2 separate regions of the Mus musculus genome follow, and region 2 is linked to region 1. Evidence: chromatin contacts called from public Hi-C data. All regions are on one chromosome and are shown on one strand. Each heading gives the region's core, a stretch centred on a gene start, on an enhancer-like site or on the middle of the called end of the contact. The rest is flanking DNA. Distances are from core to core; before and after follow the strand shown.

Region 1 (7,586 bases), core at 1,039-3,538:
TGAGGTGCTTGAAGAAAAGAAAAGAATAATCATGCTTGTGTTTTAAAAGATCTCTTCAAACAACTGGGTACTGAATTGTAGAGGAAGTAAAAGTAAAGAAGTTGACACAGTCTTTGAAAAACACACAGTCATTAAATTGATTCATTTTGAGGGAATTCTTGCTAAATATTCTTCAGGAATATGTGTCAATTTTGTGTATGCTGATCCTCTGATTTTAGGTTCTGGAACTTTCAGTATTATAGATATCTCTCATTGATGTTGAAAAACTTACCCAGGAACCTGATAAAAATTCAGAGGCCACTCACTCCTCAGGAATAACTAAATATTGTGAGCACCAGACAAGATGAGTCAGGAGGATTTTTATTTGGAGTCTTGATTACAGGGTACAATCTTGTCTTCAAATCCCCATTATTCCCCAAGAGGATTATTTGAGGTTACTAGCAAGTTCAGGTTCAGACAGATGTCTTTGCTCCCACCTCTTACTCTCTTAATTCTTCTTTCCTTTATACATTTGTTTTCTTTGTCCCTTAAAAAACTATTCTGAACAAAGAATTCTCACCTGAGGAATACTGAATGGCAGAGAAGCACCTGAAAAAAATGTTCAACATCCTTAATCATCAGGGAAATGCAAATCAAAACAACCCTGAGATTCTACCTCACACCAGTCAGAATGGCTAAGATCAAAAATTCAGGTGACAGCAGATGCTGACGTGGATGTGGAGAAAGAGGAACTCCTCCATTGTTGGTGGGATTGCAGGCTTGTACAACCACTCTGGAAATCAGTTTGGCGGTTCCTCAGAAAATTGGACATAGTACTACCAGAGGATCCAGCAATACCTCTCCTGGGCATATATCCAGGAGATGCCCCAACTGGTAAGAAGGACACATGCTCCACTATGTTCATAGCAACCTTATTTATAATAGCCAGAAGCTGGAAAGAACCCAGATGCCCCTCAACTGAGGAATGGATACAGAAAATGTGGTACATCTACACAATGTAGTACTACTCAGCTATTAAAAAGAATGAATTTATGAAATTCCTAGCCAAATGGATGGACCTGGAGGGCATCATCCTGAGTGAGGTAACACATTCACAAAGGAACTCACACAATATGTACTCACTGATAAGTGGATATTAGCCCAAAACCTAGGATACCCAAGATATAAGATACAATTTCCTAAACACATGAAACTCAAGAAAAATGAAGACTGAAGTGTGGACACTATGCCCCTCCTTAGAAATGGGAACAAAACACCCTTGGAAGGAGTTACAGAGACAATGTTTGGAGCTGAGATGAAAGGATGGACCATGTAGAGACTTCCATATCCAGGGATCCACCCCATAATCAGCATCCAAACGCTGACACCATTGCATACACTAGCAAGATTTTATCGAAAGGACCCAGATGTAGCTGTCTCTTGTGAGACTATGCCGGGGCCTAGCAAACACAGAAGTGGATGCTCACAGTCACCTAATGGATGGATCACAGGGCTCCCAATGGAGGAGCTAGAGAAAGTAGCCAAGGAGCTAAAGGGATCTGCAACTCTATAGGCAGAAAAACATTATGAACTAACCAGTACCCCGGAGCTCTTGACTCTAGCTGCATATGTATCAAAAGATGGCCTAGTCGGCCATCACTGGAAAAAGAGGCCCATTGGACACGCAAACTTTATATGCCCCAGTAAAGGGGAATGCCAGGACCAAAAAGGGGGAGTGGGTGGGTAGGGGATTGGGGGTGGGTGGGTATGGGGGACTTTTGGTATAGCATTGGAAATGTAAATGAGCTAAATACCTAATAAAAAAAGGAAGAAAAAAAAACTAGTCTGCAGTTCAACTGTACCTGTTTTTTTTTTTAATTTCTGTTAAAACCACTAATCTTATTCAACACAAAATGAAAATATGCCCCTGATACCAAACATTCATTGGATTCAGTGTTAATGTAAACCCTCACTGAGAAGTAGAATGATTTATCTGCTATGAAAAGAGTGGTTAGGCTGAGCCAGTCCTGGGCTTGACTGCTGGCAGGGGTGTGATCACTTCCTGCACAGATGCATAAAAGCAGAGAGCCCTGTCACAGTACCACAAGGCAGATCGAGGACAGATCAGCTCATTAAGCAAGAGCAGAGGAAGCTGAGGTCCACACTGACATACACTCATCTGACTAGACACTTCTCACAGGGAAGCAAGGAGAAAGATGACCTACCCTGACCCTAATGAAGACACACAGCCCAGGAGGAGACAAGCAGCCACCCTCAACTTCCGGCTCTTGTGTTCTTTAGAGACAATCCTTAGGAGCAAGCAGACTGTTGTTTTTGTGTGACTCAACAGTGACACCCAGTGACTCTCTCTGTCAATCCCAGATGACTGCTCCCTGTGGATCTTCTGGCAAATACATTTCAGTCTACATTACCTTACACTGAAGCGGCAGCAGCAATCATGTCAACTTCAGTCCTAAAGGAGAAAACCATAATAATAAATCCCAGTTTGTTTTAACATAATTATCTAACTGTTGAAGCATTTTCTTCTGTGTTCTTGGCTCATGTGTGATGTCTAACACAGTATCACAGTGTGGCTTCGCTACTGCTTCAATTTGACATCAGGAGGAAGTGATTATTTCATTCACATCATTGATCTAAATATTATAGGATCTTATTGTCTTTCATTGTAGAATATTTGTATACACGTGTGCACACACACATACACAAACACACGTGTTCTCACATAAATAGGGTAAGAAAATGTTCGAAAAAAACCAAACAAACAATGGAAGTATGCAGAGACAGGAAAATAATCCTCTGAACATTGGTCTAGGCAAACATGGAGAAGAGATTTTTAAAATTAAATTTCAACTAAAATTGAATTATATCAGCTTTCTACTCCTTTTCTTTCTTCTAGCTCTTTCCGAATAACCTTTTTCAGATACCTTTGATGGTCTCAGACCACTACTGTCAAAACAATACGTGTGTGTGTGTGTGTGTGTGTGTTCACACACCTGAGTGCACATGTATGTTTACAAGTGCCCTTGAGTCTATTGAGGTCTTGGACATGACAAAAGAATCTACTATTGCCACTTTGATAGATGAGCATAATTCTTTATTACATTCTAAAGCTTATCTTATATCTGTAGTATATCCATAGCAAAAGCTAACCATCACAGAAAGTCACAATTGGGTACAGTGAAGAGATCAAAAGATTGTGGAAAGTCTATCCACAACGGATACATCTATATGGACAGACATTTAAAAATTTATAATATAACCCAAGGGAAATGACCAACATGCCCAGAGGCATGGCAAAATATGGCATCTGTTGAAAAAGTGTGAATCAGAGGCCTATTAGTGGAGGATAAAAAACTTCTGGTGGACTAGTGAGATACTTTCTGCAAATATTGAAGGGTCAGGCATTCAGAAAGGGAGCTTAGTGTTTTTATTTGGTCCCAGAGGACAGAGATTGAGTAACAGATGGAAGTTATATGGGCCCTGCTTTCCACTCAACGTAAAGAAGCGCTTTATACTGATTGGGTCTCCTGGGAAGTGTAGGAATCTCTGAGGGCAGAGGATTTTATGCCATCAAAAGCGTAGCCTAGGTGTATCTGTCATACCAATTCTACTTGAGAAAGAAAACAAAAGCAAAAAGTGAGTGGATATAGGAAAACTCTCAGAAACTTTAATAACTAAATCTGGGAGGTAGTAGTCAAGAATCCCACTGGATATTCTTTCAAAATATCAAGTAAGATCATTGAAATATTTCTCTAGTAATCATTTTAAATTTTAATTAAAATCTGCTTTCTTCCTCAGCAAACTAGCAGTCGTTTTACCTTAATCTGTATCTTAGGTATACGTCCCCTTTTTCTACCTATGTCCATGCATCTGCTACATGCACAAGAGATCACTGTTTAAGCTCCAGAAAGCATCCATATAATATTTAAATAATTTTCCATCTTGTTACTGTTTCTTTCCCCAGAGTGCCTGAGTTATACGAATTACCTGATACTTGGTACAGCCCACAGTAACTAACAGAGCCATAATTATAAAATAAAGATGCCTCATCCCAGAGAGCCATTCTGCAGGTAAGCAGTAGATAAATTACAGTTATCAAATAGCAACCAAATAGTCTTATGCTTTGGGTCACCACAACATGAGGAACTATATTTGGATGCATCATTTTGAAGGTTGAGGACCACTAATCTAAAGTGGACAAATATGGATAGAAGGTCCAGGGAGATGACAATGAGTACACAAAAGAAGGGTATTATCTTCTCAAACCCAGTGCCAGTCTCTAGGGCCATGTGTGGTGCTGAAATGAGGAGACGCTTTGAGGAGATTATGAAGTCACTGGGGATTTCATTGGGTGAATACAACCAGTGTCTTTACAGATTTCAAGAAACTTATTTTTCTCCTCTTGTATATGGAGCTGACATCAGAAGAAAATATAGCAGACACCATCATTTATGCCTTAATGTTAAACATTCTACTTTGCAGTTTGAGAGAAATTAGTTCCTACTGCTCAAGGGTTATTCAGTGTAATGTTTCTTGTACTAAGATTGCAAAAAGGCAGACTGAAAAAGCAACACTGGCTATTTTCCAGTCAAGTATCAAAATTTCAGATTTTTTTTTTTACTGGATACTAACTACCATCATTTGATATATCCTTTGCTCTAAGCTTTCCCCCCCTTTTTTTTAAAGCATTAAGTGTTTAATTATACATCATTAGATTATACACCTTTAGAGGAAAAGGAGAATGTAGAAGAACCACAACTTTAAAAAGTTAAAAAGGCACAGCAGAAATTTATTAACTATGAAAAGGTTATTTGGGGATATTTATTCAATTTTGGAATGACCTTCAATAATAACAATTAGAAGAACCATACAGAGTTGAGATACCCATCTGAGCTAGTGAATCTATATGAGGGACAAAAGGAAGATATACGAAGAGGTCAGGTAACTGACTAATCAGCAGAACAAGACTCTTAGCCAAGTACAGAGAAATTCAAGGTGATTCATAATTTTAGCAGGAATTTTAGCCACAGAGTTCAGAGATATCCCTAGTTCTCTGTCTAAGTGTCCACAGAGGAAGTTCCAACTATTTTGAATGACCCAAGCTTCGATATATGAATTTTAATTCCAGTTTAGGCTCTTACCTGTGCTAAAAATTGAGACGATTAATTTCCCATTCCAAATCTTTGTTTCCCAGAATTGTAAAATAAGAATGTGTACATCATCCCGCTGTAATTATACTGAGGAGATAAGCAATGCACATCAAACACCTTCAATGCCAAACATAGTATAGATGCTTAAGAGTAACCATCAGTGCTATGACAAAACCAAGTGAAAACTAAGAGCAAAGGGGGTCACAGACAATCCTACATGTGCACACATATGGGTGGAGGGATTCAGATGACAGTTTTCTCCTAAGTGTTTAATATAAGTTTCATTGCCTAGCTGATACCAATTTGAAAAATTACAGGCTACCTTTGTTTGTTTTCTGTTGTTCTAGAGTGTTTTGTTTCATATACGTCTTACTTTGTAAACCAGGGTGCCCTTGAATTTCTGATTCTACTATATCAGCTTTCTGAGAACTGGAATAAAAGGATGTACCATTATGTCTAGCTAAAAGTTCTTGGCATCAGCTCTCAAACAACATGGAGACAGGCAATGGTTTTTGTGATTCTGTGTTCAGAACAGACTGTCCCCTTCATATAATATTATCTGAGTCCATAATGTTGTCTCTGATCTTTGCTATAGCAACCAGCCAAAGTAACATGTAACCTAGCAGAACCCATTCTCAGCTGCTTGAATATTTCTTTCCTTTTCTCCTAAACAATACCTTTTGTAAGTATTAATTTCCTGCAGGAATCAATCCACCTATTCTGGATCTTACACAAACTGAAAGAATCCTTCAAGCCCATAGTTTCTCTTTCCTTCATGATTCAGTTTTCAGAGTCACTACTCATATGCTATAGAAAAATATTGAAAATAAACTCCTTCCATAAAAAAATCATTCTATCAGGCTGATTTTTCAAGATGTAATGTAATGTAGAGTACCAAAAATTATACAATGTTAGCACTAAAGTGCAAGATAAAACATCAAAGGAAATGTAGTGGATTCTCACATTTCGTACTTGGTTATGGAAAAACAGTTACTGATTTCTTCAGAGTTAGGCACATATGCAGCATGTGTGAAGAACTATGGGGTTTGGTGGAAAAAAAAGATTGAAAAGGAAGAAAATTGCCTGTGTGATGGTAGCAAAGAGCAAGCCATTAAACCATCTTAGCACAGTGGGGATGACATGTATTGAATCTGCCCTGTCAGCACAGCATAGTGCAGTACCCACCCTGATAAATGCCAGGTCGCCTTGCTGACACTTGATAAAGGTTCCATCCAGTGGCAGAGCAGCATCCAAGAACAGCCTGATGGTGCCGTTCCTTGCCTTCACCCCCACTGTTCTCCTGTGTATCAGTAGCAAAATGAATATTTGTGGGATAAAAAAACAAGTTGGTGAGGTAACCCACTGTGCCCACTGTGTTTCCATTAAGAAAGCACACATATATGGCTTTTCCACTAAAATTTACATAGGTAATTATGTAGGAGAGCATTTCACTTTTTTGTTTTTTTAGTTTTTTGTATCTGCCCATTAAATGATGATTTAGGTATAAGTGGCAAACCTTTAGTTATTGTAAATATCAGTATATATATATGTATATATATATGTATATATAAACACACACACATATATACACACATACATATATACATATATATATATACATACATATAGGTTATCATATGTGTACATACATATATGTATGACGTGCGTGTTACATGAACAATACAATATACAACACATAGATATGAAGTATATAGATATAGTATATACACATTCTAATTACAGTCACTCAAGTTTTTGAAAATGGTATTGGATCTTGTCCTTTCATTTTAGAATGCCTTCACTGTCTTACGTCAAGGTTTATGGAGCAGCAGTTCCAGCACACTTTGTGTGAATATGTTCTGTCACTTCAATTTCTTACTATCATAATATGGTTGTGTCATTTTCTGACTATAACATGATTTTTTTGTGTATGAATGAATACATGTGTTAGTGGTGTGTGTGTATGTGTGTGTGTGTGTGTGTGTGTGTGTGTGTGTGTTTAGGGATCAAAGTTGAGGTTAGGTTTTTTTTTTCCTTAAAATGTTCTTCTCCTTAATTTTTGACAGATTATTTTACTGAACCAAAGTTCACTAGCTTGGCTAGCAAAGCCAGAGAGCAAACTCCAAATATATGAGTGTTTCTACTTCCCCAGTATTTGAATACCAGGATCAAGGCTCCACTCAAGGTTTCTCTCTCTCTCTCTCTCTCTTTTTCCATCTATCTATCTATCTATCTATCTATCTATCTATCTATCTATCTATCTATCTATCTATCTATCTATCTATTCATCTATTTATCTATCTACTTGTCTGTATAGTCTAACTTTCTCTGTCATATCTATCATATTCATATATATATATAATTGGTTAGGTGCTCAGAATCCAAATTTTTGTCTCTTGCATGATAAGTATTTTACCAACTGAGCCTACTCTTCCC
Region 2 (6,881 bases), core at 3,487-5,986, 520 kb before region 1:
CTTAAGGATTATTCACACATTCACACCCACTTCATCTCAGGTCTAAGGAATGTTGGCAGGAAAAGTCGCACACCTGTTCTCATCTTCTTGTTGCTTCCCTTTCTGTTCACATCAGCATCTGAGGATGCCTTACTTTGCTAACTGATTGCCGTTATTTGTAACTGAAATTTTAATGCTCCCAACTCATAGGTGTTGCTATAATAACCATGATATCATAGGTAACATCATGTTGCATGAATAAGATAAAGGATCCTTTACAAACTAAAATATTAATTTTGCTAAGGTAGTATGCTTAATGTTAACATAGAAAGAAATATAATCATCTAGAAAGCCAATATTAGTACATATTTTTCTTCAAATGATCAAGTTGGAATTGAAAACTCTATGAGATCTTTCCCTGCTCTAGGACTTACTAATTAAGGAATACAATAAAGAATTTTTACTCTCAGAAAGAAATACGTCACTGGCCTAAGGTTGAAAGGCATATGATTTAAATAGGACTTTGAATCAAAGAGCAGGGTAGTCTTCTGGAAAATCATTCATATATGGGTATACTTCCATGGAGCAAACATGAATTCATCCTTTCCCAAAGTCTTAGATCCACTCTCTATTAAATACAAATGAAAACATCTATGTTTTTTGAGATAAAAATTAGCTAAGTCTTAGTGAAGGTACTAGGCATATCACAGCTATATATCAGTGCCAATTTCTTAGTTTTGTATTATGATAAAGATGTATCATCTCATAGCATGAACACAGGCCAAGTGCCATCTTATTTCTTTTAGGCATGACTACTTTATAGTTGATTAAAACAGGGAGGATTTAATTGGATAAAAGGATAAAATTGAACAAACATATGCACAAAAATGGGGAAATAGAATCCTACTAACATTCATCTAGCTCTTGACTTCAGACACTGAAAACTAAAAGGAATCCAAATAGAGAAAGATATGATAGTTGTGCCTTTCAGTTCTGTAACCAGGTCTGCTTATTGCCTGTTGAGACACTTAGATTTTTTTTTTTATTCAACATGAATGAATTGGATAAGGCAGAGAGGAAAGGACCAGTAATTTCAATACCACAGGAATGCCTAACTTGAAGGAAGATTTGAACATGAAAATAGAGTCTTTTTAGGAACAAATATTATTATTAAAGCTATGAAGGTTAGGTACTTAAGGAAGGGGATTTCATTCAGTGTCTAAAATCAGGAAAAAAGTCACAGGTCAGAATTAAAGATCATGGATTAAAGGAGAAATTTCTCATGAACAGAAGCTCAGGTGGTAAGTATTCAAGGTTAAAGGATATGTTGAATGTGGCTAGAAGTATTTAATACATAGAAAAATACACCTTGCTTGGAGAAGTAAACCAAGTATATCCTATACAAGTAGTCAGTCTCCCAGCTTAAAGGTATATACTATAGGTCATTTTTATTTGCCCTCAACATGAAAAAAAAAGCCATTGACATATACACTAAAATAACCTCATGTATATTTGTAGAAAATGAATTTTCCATTCCAAGTTAAATTAAATCACTAAGGCTTTATATTTTTGGGGCATATTTAATACATGGGATCTCTATTTGACATTGAGAGACAGTTATTTATAGATGATGGTGGGAATTGTCAGGGTAGCAGCTGGACAGTGAGAAAGTGAAAAAAATTAGTTTGTGCTTGATTAAAAGTAGTTTCACATGAATTCGTTAAGCAGTCATCAACTAGCACCCTAGTTAAGTTGGTTCCCAAGTATCCTGGTGAAACATGAGCATATACAAAAATAGTGATTAAAAAGAGAAATATCAGGAGCACTTATCCTAGAGTGATGAGACTTAGAAAAAGTATCCGTGGACCGGATATTGGCCAAACAAGGATGAGTGGAATTTTATGCCTCATCAGTCATAGACTTTGCTCATCTGTGAAATGTTGTAATGTGTTTTAAAATTTTTATGAGTAGTTATTACCAAAACAAGCAGACCATTAAGCTGATCTTCTTGAAACATGGGCCAGAAAGAAAGCTGGACAAATAAAAGACAAACATTGTATTTGAAGCTCTACTGTGACCATTCAATTCTAATGGTCATCTTAGCATTGCCACCTACCTCCCTGTTAGATGCCCATATCACCTTCAATGATATGAACCTCTTCCAATCAAGCAACAAGGCAACATAGTCTACAGTTCTTTAGCTAGATGTCCAGGAACTAATTATCCATCTTTCTTGACTCCCTTTCTTCTTTTCCTTTATTTCCTGATATAACAGTGTTGATTTTCATCCAGTGATGACCATAGCAAAACAATGTAAACTGCCTCTTGAGTAGCAGCCCTTATTCCATGAGAACCTATTGACTCTCTGTCCTCTATTTCTTCCTGAATTTATGACTCTTCTTTCCTTCCAACTATTTACACCAAAGCTTGCAATGTTGTATGGCCAAGTTCTTGGGTTTCACAATTTCTAGTCAGGTTTTATTCATCTAACAAATATGTACCAAACATTGAGTCAGGCTGCTGCACATTTTATAATAAAAACAGGAAATAAATGCTGTAGGCTCCGTGTGGTCTATGAATACCATAGTAGGACAAAAGATGCAATGGACGAAACATTATTTAATGGGAAAGTATGTTTTCCAATAAAACTTTAATATTAAAAGAAAGCAGAGAGTCAAATTTATCCCATTGACACAGTACTGAGATAAATACTGAATACTGCAAGTTGAGTAAAAGCTAGTATTTGGTATTAAAGTCCAAACTCTCCATCCAAGTTATTTTTGTGTTATGTCTGCCTTCCTTCCTGCTATATTGAAGAATTAAGGGGTTATGGCAAAAATCTTAGTGTCTATAATGCTTAGAATGCTGACTATACTTGCCTTTTCCGGAAGAAAAAATGGTTGCCAGATTTTCCTTTACAAAAACAGAAAGGTTATTATTTGAGAACAATGGAAGTGAAGGAACCTAAGAGTGAGACAGATGCAATTTAGAACTCAGTCAAAACAATATCAACAATAAGAGAAATAACCACATGTTAACCCTGTGGTAAGTACAGTACTAATAATTTTTAAAGTGTATTTAATGTGCTAATCATAACAATTACATAACATAATTATTGCTCAGTTCAACTTACAAAACTCAAAGATAGTTTAAGTAAGGTACACAGCAATTAGAATGCAGTTATTCAAACCCAGTTCACTTGTCTCCAAAGATGGTTCTTAGTTAATGTGGGCCAGGGAGAGTAGATAAGTAATTTGTACAATTAATAAAGATTGTTTAAGGCAGAGAAAACAATCTTTGCTAATATTTTGAGTAACTAAATAATTAGGAGCACTGAGACTCAGTAGGAGGTAAGACTGGGAAGCCTAAACAATTAGATTATGATGGTGCTTTATCAATAGGATAAAGATTTTCCTTCAAATATTTGTAGTTGGAGTTTTGTATATGGATAAGCTAGACAGTTCTAGTGGAGGGTATGAACATTTGGCAAGTGGGTTTTGCCCATTTATTAAAGTTTTCAGTTATAGCACAACACCCTTCAAGATATCACTACTAATGAGTTCAACCAACAGCATCTCTTACAGTCCAACTTTTCCTTTGTTTTTTGTTTGTTTTTGTTTTCGTCTGAATTACTTTTATTGGATATTTTCTTTATCTATATTTCAAATGTTATTCTCTTTCCTGGTTTCCTCTCTGGAGACCCCCTATTCCATCCCTTCTCCCCCTACTTCTATGAGGGTGTTTGCCCACCCACCTTCCCATCCACTCCCTCCTCCCCTCCCTGTCATTCCCCTACACTGGGGCATCAAGCCTTCACAGGACCAAGGGTCCTCCCAGTCATGCCCAATAATGCCATCTTCTGCTTCATATGCAACTGGAGCCGTGGATCCCTCCATGTGTACTCTTTGGTTGGTTCTTTAGTCTCTGGGAGCTCTGTGTGTGTGTGGGGGGGTGTCTTATTTGTTGATATTGTTGTTCTTCCTATGTAGTTGCAAATTCTGTCAGCTCCTTTACTCCATTGTCTGACTTCTCCAACGTGGACCCTTTGCTCAGTCCAATGGTTGGCTCTGAGAATCTGCCTCTGTACTTGTCAGTCTCTGGCAGAGCCTCAGCGCAAAGACAGTGTGAGAGTATTCAAGTTGCTGTTCATTTACAGTTGATCACCACTCATAAATTTTTTGAGAGGCATTAAATTGCAGAAAGCTTAGGCACCAGGGGTATCTATAGAATCAGAAATCTGACTTATTTCAGAAGTGCCGGAAAATATTCAGTCATTCTAAAATTGGTGTGGGAATACTATAAGATACTCCCTTAAAAGGTACTGCCCGTGCTTCAGAATGTTTCAGCTCTGGGTTTCTATTCACATACAAGAGTGGTCAAAATGCTTCCTGCAGCCAAGAAAAGAGACCAAGGTCCCAGGTAAGGAGAAATATTCCCTGAGCCACAGCTCTAGTTGAAGTTTGATTTGTGCCAGGAAGCCAGTGGGATGGGTTATAGATAGGTTTGGACAGAGAGCTATCCCACTTAAGTGCCCTAAATATGAACAGGAGCCAGTTGACTGAGCAGCTATAATGTGCTTCAAGAGCTTGAATAGACAAAGAGAAGATCATAGCCTCTTCAGAAAACCATATTTAGTAAAAGATTGGCTCTTTCCACAGAAAGTTCAGTACTCACAGCTCCAAGGAAAGGCAGACCTCATCAGAAACAGCGGAAGCACTTTCGGTGAATCAGAAAGGGCAGTGGAATGATCTCAGTCAGATGGCTGCTGAGAGCTTGCTCATCATCTTTCTGACTCCCGGGAAATTTTTATGACTAAAGAGAATGTGCATGTACTCATAGGAATTTGAGGAAGTATAGCTCAAAACAGATTCTAAAAGTATACCACTCATTTGAAGTCTTGTGTTTGATATTAAAATCGAATCAAACATTATGCTATTTCCAGAAACATGTGCCTTCTTTTTAATATCGATTTGGAATGTGTCTAGCATATAACATTGATTCTTAGCATACCCAGGAGTGATAGTTATTCTTATCTGAGAATCAGGAGCTGATGTCCTATAATAATCAACATCCTAACATCTTAAGAGTTAAAATAAGCATTTGGGAATCTCCATTTCTGATTACTATCCAATGTAGATATTAAGTGCAGTGTAATTTAATGCCTTCTGATGTCCCTTCTGATCTTGAGAATCTATGATGGTAGACTTCACTGAATCCTTACTCCAATACATTCCTAATGAGCTGTTTTCTTCACCTTATTGTAGTAATTTTTATACTATAAATATTTAATAACATTAAAAACAATAGGTATATTGTCAAATATTTCAACATGCCTTGTAAGGCAAATTAAATTTTATAAAGTTAGAAGCTGAGGAGTCCTGGTTTCAAGTTTTATTACTCCATTATTGATTCTTCATATAACTTGAGATATAATTGCAAATCTTCTTAGCCTTAATTTTTTTTTGTATAAAGTGAGAATTAGAAATGTCTCCATCCCAGAGTTGTTCTAAGTGTTAATAGAGTAAATCACAGGCATGTTCTATTACAATGGCAAGAACTTAAACCAAGTACAGAAAATGGCAGCTGGGAGATGGTGTGTACCTGTTTGTATGTGTGCATTTCTGATCCTAAGAAGTGTACAATAACGTATACAATAGTCTTTCTTTTAAAAGAAATTACTTGTAATTTACTTTATGTGTGTGGATATTTTGCCTACATGTCTACAAGTGTACCATATTGTGCCCAAGGAGGCCAAAAGAGGGCATTATATCCTGGAATTGGATTTCTAGAGGCTTGTTATGAGCTATAGTATGGGTGCTGGGAACTGAACCCAGATCCTCTTCAAGACCATAATGTGCTCTTAATTAATGAGTCACCTCTGCACCTCCAACACAACATTAACAAACACGAGTAGACTTGACTGGAGCTGAATCATGACTTGGGAGTAGAGAGGTTTGATGATTCCAAACTAAGATTTAATTTGGATGACACTGGAAATGTGCCAATGCATTACTTTTCTTCAAGTAGCTCCTGAGAGGCAGGATCTCTGTAACTCATATTGGAGCAGTTCTTTCTATCACAGACATTTGGATTGCATCTTGGTAGAAAAGACATTGCCAGATCTTTGTGCACAAATCATCTTTGCAGAACAGTACTGGGCATAAGAAAGGAAACTGGACATCTGTAATTTTATTCTCCATTGGGAAAGCAAACTCATATTACTTCTTTTCACCAGCAAGCAGGAATTAAGTGAATAATTGGTAGACTGGCTATACTCAGATTAATCATATTGTAACAATGCTGTGCTTCATAATTTCTTCATGGGAGTATCAGTTACCCACTCTATTAGAAAACCACAGATTAAGGATTCAATACAGTTCTTTTAACTCCATGAAAGGTAGTACATTTCAGAAATGCTTTATTCACTTTAGGCAATGGAAGCTTCATTTAAGTCATTAAGCATCTGTGGTATAGCATTCCACAGGAAAACAGCATCTCCTGGAACCTTACAACATGTAGTCGTTGAAATTTTGAGAAAAACAAAACAAAACAAAACAAAACAAAACAAAACAAACAAAACAAAAACCCAGCACATAAATCTGGTATTCTGGTTAGTTTTAATGTCAGTTTGGCACAAAAGAAGAAAAAACCTTAATTTAGTCAATGCCTCCAACAAATTGAGTTGTAAGCAACTCTATGAGAGAATTTTCATGATTAATGATTGATAAGGGAAGGCACAGCCAATTGTCTTAATGCCACCCTTTGACAATTTGTCCTTGGTAGCTTGAGAAATCATAGTGAGCAAGCCATGAGAACAGGTCAGTAGACACCCTTCCTCCATGTTTGGTTCCTGTGAAAAGGTTCTGCTCTGCTCAAGTCTCTGTGTGAACTCCATCAAGGAT

The links. Hi-C and Micro-C count contacts between places; a contact is called where the count stands out from the background.
Region 2: a Hi-C map of tail fibroblasts shows a contact between it and region 1, with 4 times the contacts expected there. The contact joins two enhancer-like sites. A contact is called at or near these places in 3 of 484 Hi-C or Micro-C datasets (cerebral cortex, cortical neurons and tail fibroblasts).

The regions. Positions count from the first base shown.
Region 1 is chr4:68,017,718-68,025,303 of GRCm38.p6, reverse strand. No RefSeq gene overlaps it. Among named protein-coding and RNA genes, the nearest start is that of Gm23738, 160 kb to the left of the region's middle. Within about 2 kb of position 2,288, at least 24 of the 459 cell types and tissues checked have an H3K27ac peak or open chromatin away from gene starts, as enhancers often do. A contact at or near this core is called in tail fibroblasts, where this site is marked.
Region 2 is chr4:68,545,111-68,551,991 of GRCm38.p6, reverse strand. No RefSeq gene overlaps it. Among named protein-coding and RNA genes, the nearest start is that of Gm12911, 230 kb to the right of the region's middle. Within about 2 kb of position 4,736, at least 7 of the 459 cell types and tissues checked have an H3K27ac peak or open chromatin away from gene starts, as enhancers often do. A contact at or near this core is called in tail fibroblasts, where this site is marked.